2 separate regions of the Mus musculus genome follow, and region 2 is linked to region 1. Evidence: chromatin contacts called from public HiChIP or PLAC-seq data. All regions are on one chromosome and are shown on one strand. Each heading gives the region's core, a stretch centred on a gene start, on an enhancer-like site or on the middle of the called end of the contact. The rest is flanking DNA. Distances are from core to core; before and after follow the strand shown. Region 1 holds the start of Ccdc28a (coiled-coil domain containing 28A). Region 2 overlaps Nhsl1 (NHS-like 1).

Evidence for each region. HiChIP or PLAC-seq counts read pairs in DNA pulled down with a chosen protein or histone mark.
Region 2: an H3K4me3 HiChIP or PLAC-seq map of embryonic stem cells shows a contact between it and region 1, with 17 read pairs. The contact joins the enhancer-like site here to the promoter of Ccdc28a in region 1. A contact is called at or near these places in 3 of 39 promoter capture datasets (embryonic stem cells, liver and neural stem cells), 7 of 484 Hi-C or Micro-C datasets (the C2C12 cell line, the N1E-115 cell line, cortical neurons and 2 more), 5 of 115 datasets of contacts at active chromatin or transcription factors (a colorectal cancer cell line, embryonic stem cells and stem cell-derived neural progenitor cells) and 1 of 9 other capture datasets (adipose tissue).

Annotation. Positions count from the first base shown.
Region 1 is chr10:18,233,329-18,236,785 of GRCm38.p6, forward strand. Ccdc28a (coiled-coil domain containing 28A) reads right to left here and starts at 1,653. Exons shown (of 6, transcript NM_144820.4): 1 at 1,524-1,653.
Region 2 is chr10:18,444,786-18,448,242 of GRCm38.p6, forward strand. All of the region lies in intron 1 of Nhsl1 (NHS-like 1), which reads left to right. Among named protein-coding and RNA genes, the nearest start is that of Nhsl1, 39 kb to the left of the region's middle. Within about 2 kb of position 1,851, at least 55 of the 459 cell types and tissues checked have an H3K27ac peak or open chromatin away from gene starts, as enhancers often do. A contact at or near this core is called in embryonic stem cells, neural stem cells and stem cell-derived neural progenitor cells, where this site is marked.

The DNA of each region.
Region 1 (3,457 bases), core at 403-2,902:
ATCAGGGCACCAGCGGACTAAGCTGCACCTTGAAGGCTTACATAATATACATTTTATTTACATGCTATTAACCACCACTCCTAGATATCTCTCTCTCTCTCCCCCCAAGGTGTCACTATGTAGCTTTGGCTGACCTGAAATTTGCTCTGTAGACTCAGCTGGCCCGAACTCATTAAAGGCATAGCTCTATCCCTCCTGGGATTAAAGGCATCAAAAGTGTGCACAGCTTCACCTTTTCTTTTTGAAAAACAATTCTGCTCTATGTCCTTGGCTGGCTGAGAAATTACTACGTAAGCCACGCTGGTTTCCAACCTGTGATGATCCTTCTCCCTCGGCTCTTGAGTGAGTCCTGGAAGGATGGGCATGTGCCACAAGTCTAGCTCTTTCGATTTGAATTTTCTTAATTCTATTATTAATTTATCACAAAAAAGTGTCAGAAAATGCATACCTGTTCCCCCCTTCAAATCGTTAACTGCACTATGAATTTAAAAAGATTTACTTTATGTATGTGAGTATAGTGTTACTCTCTTTAAACACACCAGAAGAGGGCATCAGATCCCATTACAGATGATTGTGAGCCATCATGTGGTTTCTGGGAATTGAACTCAGGATCTCTGGTCGTTTAAAAAATACTGTGGGGCTTAAGAGATGGCTCTGCAGTTAAGAGCACTGACTACTCTTTTCGGAGGTCTCTTTTGATTTCCAGGCCCAACAATGCTGCTTATGACAGTAACTTCTGTCCCAAGGTATCCAGTGCCCTCTTCTGGCCTCCAGGGGCACAGTGTGCACCTGTACACAGTCATCTAATAAAATTTAAAATCTAAAAGTGTTGAATTTAGTCCTGCCATGACTATTTTAAAAGACTGAAACTGACTTCTGTCACTCCTAAAAGAATTAGTCGGGAATTATACAGGTAATTTATTTTTGTTTTGCTAGCTGATGTGGGTTTTTCTTGGAAAAGGGTACAGCATTCAGTCTCTTGTCTCAGATACCAAGAGCGAATCCACTTGAGTCATTCGGGAATTGTTTAGCTGTAATACAGATTAAATAAAACTTTGAAGATGACGGAGCAGGTTTCCAAGAGATGAGGATCTGTATAATTGGTGATACATATAAACACGCTAACCTTCAAATCTATGGATGCTAATACACATTTGGTAACAAAAGAGGAGGAAAAAGCAAAAACCAGTTAATACATAAAGCATCGCCAATAAACCAATGGTCCCCGAGGGACCAAGCTTGCGATGTCCTCTTTTCTGAAAGATAACATCTGTCACAAGACCCTGAAATCCTTCTTGTATGACAAACACGAGGGACCTTTCCAGAGGGGACGAACTGCTCACGGTTGAATGTCAGGCCTCGCTGCCAACCAGAATCACCAGAGGTGCCTCTGGACTTTGCCTCATTCATTTCCCTTCCGCAACCCAGCCCTGCGATGACCCATCTACACTCAGCGGTGACCAGAGCAGGTGCTGAGGGGCTCGAATGAACAGGTTGCGGGGTCCCCTTACCCCATTACATACCGGAGGGAGAAAAGGCTGTGGTTACCCTTCCTCGGCTAGGAAAAGTAAGAGAGCGTTCAAAGCCTCCGCCAGGGCTGCATCAAGAGCCCAGCTCGTCTGCCTGGGTCACAAACCCAGGCAAGCGCCCTTTGTTTACGGAAGTGACGTAATCTGGGCGGGGCCCTCCGAGAGGCGAAAAGCCCCGCCTCTCCCAGGTCCCTTAGCGATGCTCGCGTCTCTGCTTTGGGCTCCGTCTTCCCATAGCCGCCTTCAGGTATGGCTCCAGCGGCTGCGGGAAAGAGGAGTTGTTGTTGGCCACTCCACTTCTGCCTGTCTCATGGCCTCATGGAAACTGGCTGTATATTGTCCTCACCGGAAGCGGCCAGCCACCTCGGTGAAGGACCGCCCCATGCACTGCAATTCCCAGCATGCCTTTCGAACAAATCGAAGGCGGAGCCTATTGTCCCCTTGCGGCGGATCCACACCTCGGATTGGCTGCTTTTAGTTTGGCTTGAGAAGCGGTATTGGGTTCAGCATCCCTGATGCTGTGCCGCCAAGTGTGATTCTGTAAATAGCCAGTATCCAAGCATTGCAGTTGGGTGTGGTGGGGGTGGGGTGAGTGCGTTTAGGTTTTCTGTGTACCTGTCTGTCTGTCTATCAGTCTTTCTTCGTTTTCTTTGCCTTTTTTTGACCAAGTCTCGTATAGCCGACACTGCTCAGGAACCGGTTATGTTGTTGAGATCTTCCTGCCTGCGCTTCTCATACGGGTATGTGTCACTCGTCCCACTTTACCTCACTACAGTCCTTTAAGGTAATGTCAAAATCCCCGTTTTAGAAGTGATTCTGAGGTCGGGCGTGGTGGCGCACGCCTTTAATCCCAGCACTTGGGAGGCAGAGGCAGGCGGGTTTCTGAGTTCGAGGCCAGCCTGGTCTACAAAGTGAGTTCCAGGACAGCCAGGGCTATAAAGAGAAACCCTGTCTCGAAAAAACCGAAAAGAAAAAAAAAAAAAAAGAAAGAAAGAAAACAAATGAAATGATTCTGAGATTCAGAAAGGCTAATCAGACTTGCTGCCTGACTCCCCACTTCATCCCCGGGATTAGGAATTGAGGGCTAAGAGAGAAGGCTCAACCCTAAACTAAAGAAAACTTACCTTTCCCTCCTTGATGTGGATGCCTTCTCAGAGGGAAGATGGGACTTTTTAGATTCCGACTTTCTTAGATTGAGGTGACCCTGTCCTTCAATCTCCCCATTACCTAGGGAGGAAATTGTGTCTAGAGATTATATTGAGACAGAGCAAAAATGGAGTTACTAAGTACTTAAACTCATACTATGAGATGTTCTTCCATTAGGAAAAACAAAACCAAAAACTTGGAATTCTTAAAAAAAACAAACCAAAAAACAAAACAAAATAACAAAAACAAAAAACCCCCACAGATACAGCATTCATGGTTCCAGTTTCCAAAGTGAACACGTGTTAGGTTTCATAATTTGGTATTTTTAGGGTAAAGAACTTGAACTTAAGAAAAGGCGGAATTCTCCTGTTTGGCATCTCTGAATGGTTGTATTTTGTGAATTGATCTACAACTTGGTTTTTAAGGAATGTCATGGCCTAGGTTCTACTTTTATAAAATTATGCCATGAAAGAATGAAAGAGGGAAAGCAGTTTGGGAGCAGGCCACAGTGTGGTGCTATATTGACTTGCTTCGGAGCTGAGACCTACATGGGAAAGTTATCCCAAAAGCGATGCTATTGTTTGGCTATCTTTGTAAAACTTGGTGCCTTCTCTGCTCTGAGATGAGCTCTAAAACACTACTGAGAGATTGGAGAAGAGCTCTCCAGGGCTGAGGACCCCCAGAGACTTCTTGAAGGGACAAGTGGGCTTTTGGAGAGCTGCTGGGAACTGAAAGTACCAGGAGGATCCGCTAGGTGAAACAGCCGTGAGTGAGTAGCCATT
Region 2 (3,457 bases), core at 601-3,100, 210 kb after region 1:
AATCAACTTAGTATCAAAGCAAAGAGCAGTTATGTTTGTGTCAGATGGCGATGGCAGCTAGACATAAATATAGTTCATAACTCCCATTCACGTTCTCACCTTTGTAGGAATCAGGTGACTCCTGCACACATTTTAAAGGGCGTAATCAGGAATGATTCCCCTTAAACCCCTGTGAGTAGACATTTAAGACAGGCTGCTGTTTTCAAGGCTATGAAAACATACGTGGTTGGTTTGTTGTTGTTGTTGTTGTTTTTTTCTTGCTTGTAATAAATTAGACAACTAATCCTCACTTTTGAAATGAGCTTATTATAGAGCGATATAGTTGTGTGTGTGTGTGTATGTATGTGTGTGTGTGTGGCTAAGATTGAACCCAGGACCTAGTATGTGCCAAGCGTGTGCCCTACCGCTTAGCTTCAGCCCCTCTCTGAATTGCTCCTGCACAGCAGTTCATCATTTAGGCAGGGTATGCATCTTCCCACCTCCCAAAGCCACCTCTATCTTAGCAGAATTATTTCTCCTCCAGAGAAGTCCGGGTTTTAGAGTAAAGCACACCTGCTGCGCATTTCGATTGGATGGCCACATGGGCAGGCATTTGTCATTCTAGTTCCTTTCCTATTTAGCACTCAGTGTGCTTGATAACACAGATCTGCTTTGAGTCCCCCCACCCCCCAAGACCATTTCATCTTTTACCTCTGAATAAAAACCTGCATATCCTTTCTTCTAGTTTGCCACCCTCCTTTATTTCTCTGTTACTAGAATGACTCTCTGAGAATCAGGGATATATTTAAAAAGTAATGTAAGATATCAAGTCTTGGTATTTAGGGCTTATCATGTAATCATCTGGAATTATGTTTACTTATACAGCCTTATAATTATGTCAAAATAGCTTGTTTTCTCTGCATAATTATCACATCCAAGTCTCATGTGTATAATTCACTAGTTTCTACTAGATTTGAAAATATCCACTGGAGCACAGCCTGTGTAGGAGAGGTACAGACTGGGGGCGCGGGGGGGGGGGGTAGGAGTGGGATTTCTAATCACTAATAACTTTGGCTCTGTCAGTAGAGGTACATGCAGTGGACAAATCTAGCTCTTTGTATCTCTTAAATGGGTGGTTCCTAGCCCCCCCCGCCCCCCAGAGCCTTAGGAACTTTCAGTGGGACAATGCAGCAGGCATGTCTGGAGCCTGGTTACACCCAGTCCTTGTTAACCACAAGTTTTCTTGCTGTTCTATGTGTGTTAAATGCTATATGGCCCCTGAACATCTGACCGTATTTGTCATACTGCAGTGCCAAAGAGACTCTTTTCACCACTCTGTTTCCTAAGTGGATTGGCATGAGCCAGAGTATGCACCCCTTTCTCTTGACTGTTCATATGTAAATGCGCCCACAAATGGCAGGACAAGGTAATCCTGCCCCTTTGACTTGCCAGTTATCTTCAGCTATGGCTTCAGCCCCTATTCACAGATGTAAATGAGGCTGCTGCCAGCCTCTTTTGTCGTTTTTTAGATTTTAAATAAAAAGAACCTTTCCCCTTTCCCTTTTGCCTTCCTTGGGTTAGATACTCAGAACCCAGTTCAGAGCCTACCCAGTTCCGAGCATACTCAAACTACCAGTGATGTGTCTTCTGAGCTCTGGTGTCTGCTGCTGGTTTCTTCCTTCTGTGTCTACATGAAGTTTCCAAACTACAGAACTACAAAAGATGCCCTTATTGGTGCAGAATCCAGCGTGCAGCCCCCCCCCCCCCCCCCCCCCCGCGCCCCAGTCTTAACTGTCTGTGTCAACAGGTTAAGGAGGGGCGGCTGAAGAGCCACCCCAGGGCTTCCCATGTTGCTTATACAGCTGGCTCGACTTGCTTTCTTGTTTAAACACTACAAAGCAAAGACAAAGAAGCTAATGTTAGACACATGACAGGGTGTAGTCCCTTTAAAGCCTATCTTCAAGTATCAAGCAGCAGGAGAGATGCCAGTGGAATTTTAAAAGCTCACAAGAATAACAGAGATGTATCCGTGGCCCCAGGTTGGGGTTTTGCTTGACATACAACCATGTGTCAGTTTATTTTAAAATTCGTTATTATACAGAGTCAAAAATAGAGAAAAAGGACATACTTAAGTACAAAAGCACTTAGAAATGGTGATAGAAAGTTTCATTTTAAAACTAATGGCAGGTGGTTCAAAGTGCAGTTTCAAACAATAACTGAGGGCTGAAAACATAAGGTTTCATCTTGGGGGAAAAATATAAAGGAACCCAGCTATTGGGGGGGGGGGTTACAGTAAAAATAGAGGGGAAAGGTCAAACTACTTCTTGGTAGAAGAGAATAGAGGGGATGACCCTAGTGAAAGAGAAGATTGAGAGTAGATGTGGAAAAGTACGTCTTAATACAATAACTTTAGACATCTTAATTTTCATGATTATAATCATAGCCAAATATTTTCAAATCCTTCCCCCTAAAAGTTTCTTTATCCTGAGCCAATGTTACAGCTTCCCTGTGTGTCCTGCTGTGTCTGGCCAGGTCATCTGCCTTTTTTTTTTTTTTTTTTTTGGTACTGTTGGTTTTATATTTTGCAGCAAAGTACATACCCTGTTCTTGCATTTTAGCTTTGGGTGAATAATTATATAGTGAACTTGTTGAAGTGAGTCCCTTCTATCTCTCAGAGGCCAGAAATAGCCTCTTATCTGTACCACACACTATAGTGCCTTAAATAGAACTTGGAGTTTACTAGTACAACCTTGTCATCACCGAGGTGACTGTGGAGGTGAAAAGCCCAAGGCCCCGAGGCCTGGGAGCTCTGTCTGGGTCTCACTGAGCAGTGTGAGGACTGGAAATTCCTATGCTCACCCAAAGTCCCACTACTTTATATAAACTCCTTTGGAGAACCTTTCTTCCACGAGGAATTACACGAGGCTTTGAAAACATTCAGATGATCATTAAGCCTTTTTAACTCTATTTCTGATACCGTGAATGGACTTCTGATACTTTTTATAAGCCATTTAATTACAAGATCATGTGTATGTGTCCTTGTGAGTGTGCCTCACTGTGCAGTTGTCCATGGAGGACAGAAGAGAGTGCTAGGTTTCTGGAGCTGGAGTTACAGGTGCGTGTGAGCTGCCCAGTGTCGCTGCTAGGGACTGAACTTGTGTTTTCTGCAAGAGCTATAAGCACTTTTAACTGTGAGCTGTCTCTCAGCCCCATGGTATATTTAATGTAAATTTATTTATTTATTTATTTGCTTGTGTGTCCATCTGATAAGGACAAAAATGTTTAAATCACTCTAGTGGTATTTCCTCTTTGGAAAATCATATGGCAATCTTTCTGAAAGCTAGCTGTGTGCTCACCTTCTGACCCAGCAAATTCCTCGACCAGGTGCAGACCCACCGGAGGGCAAACCCGTGCATGCCAAGTACTGGATATGAGAATGTTCATTGTTGCACTTTTTTCAAAACCTTGGACAAACCCA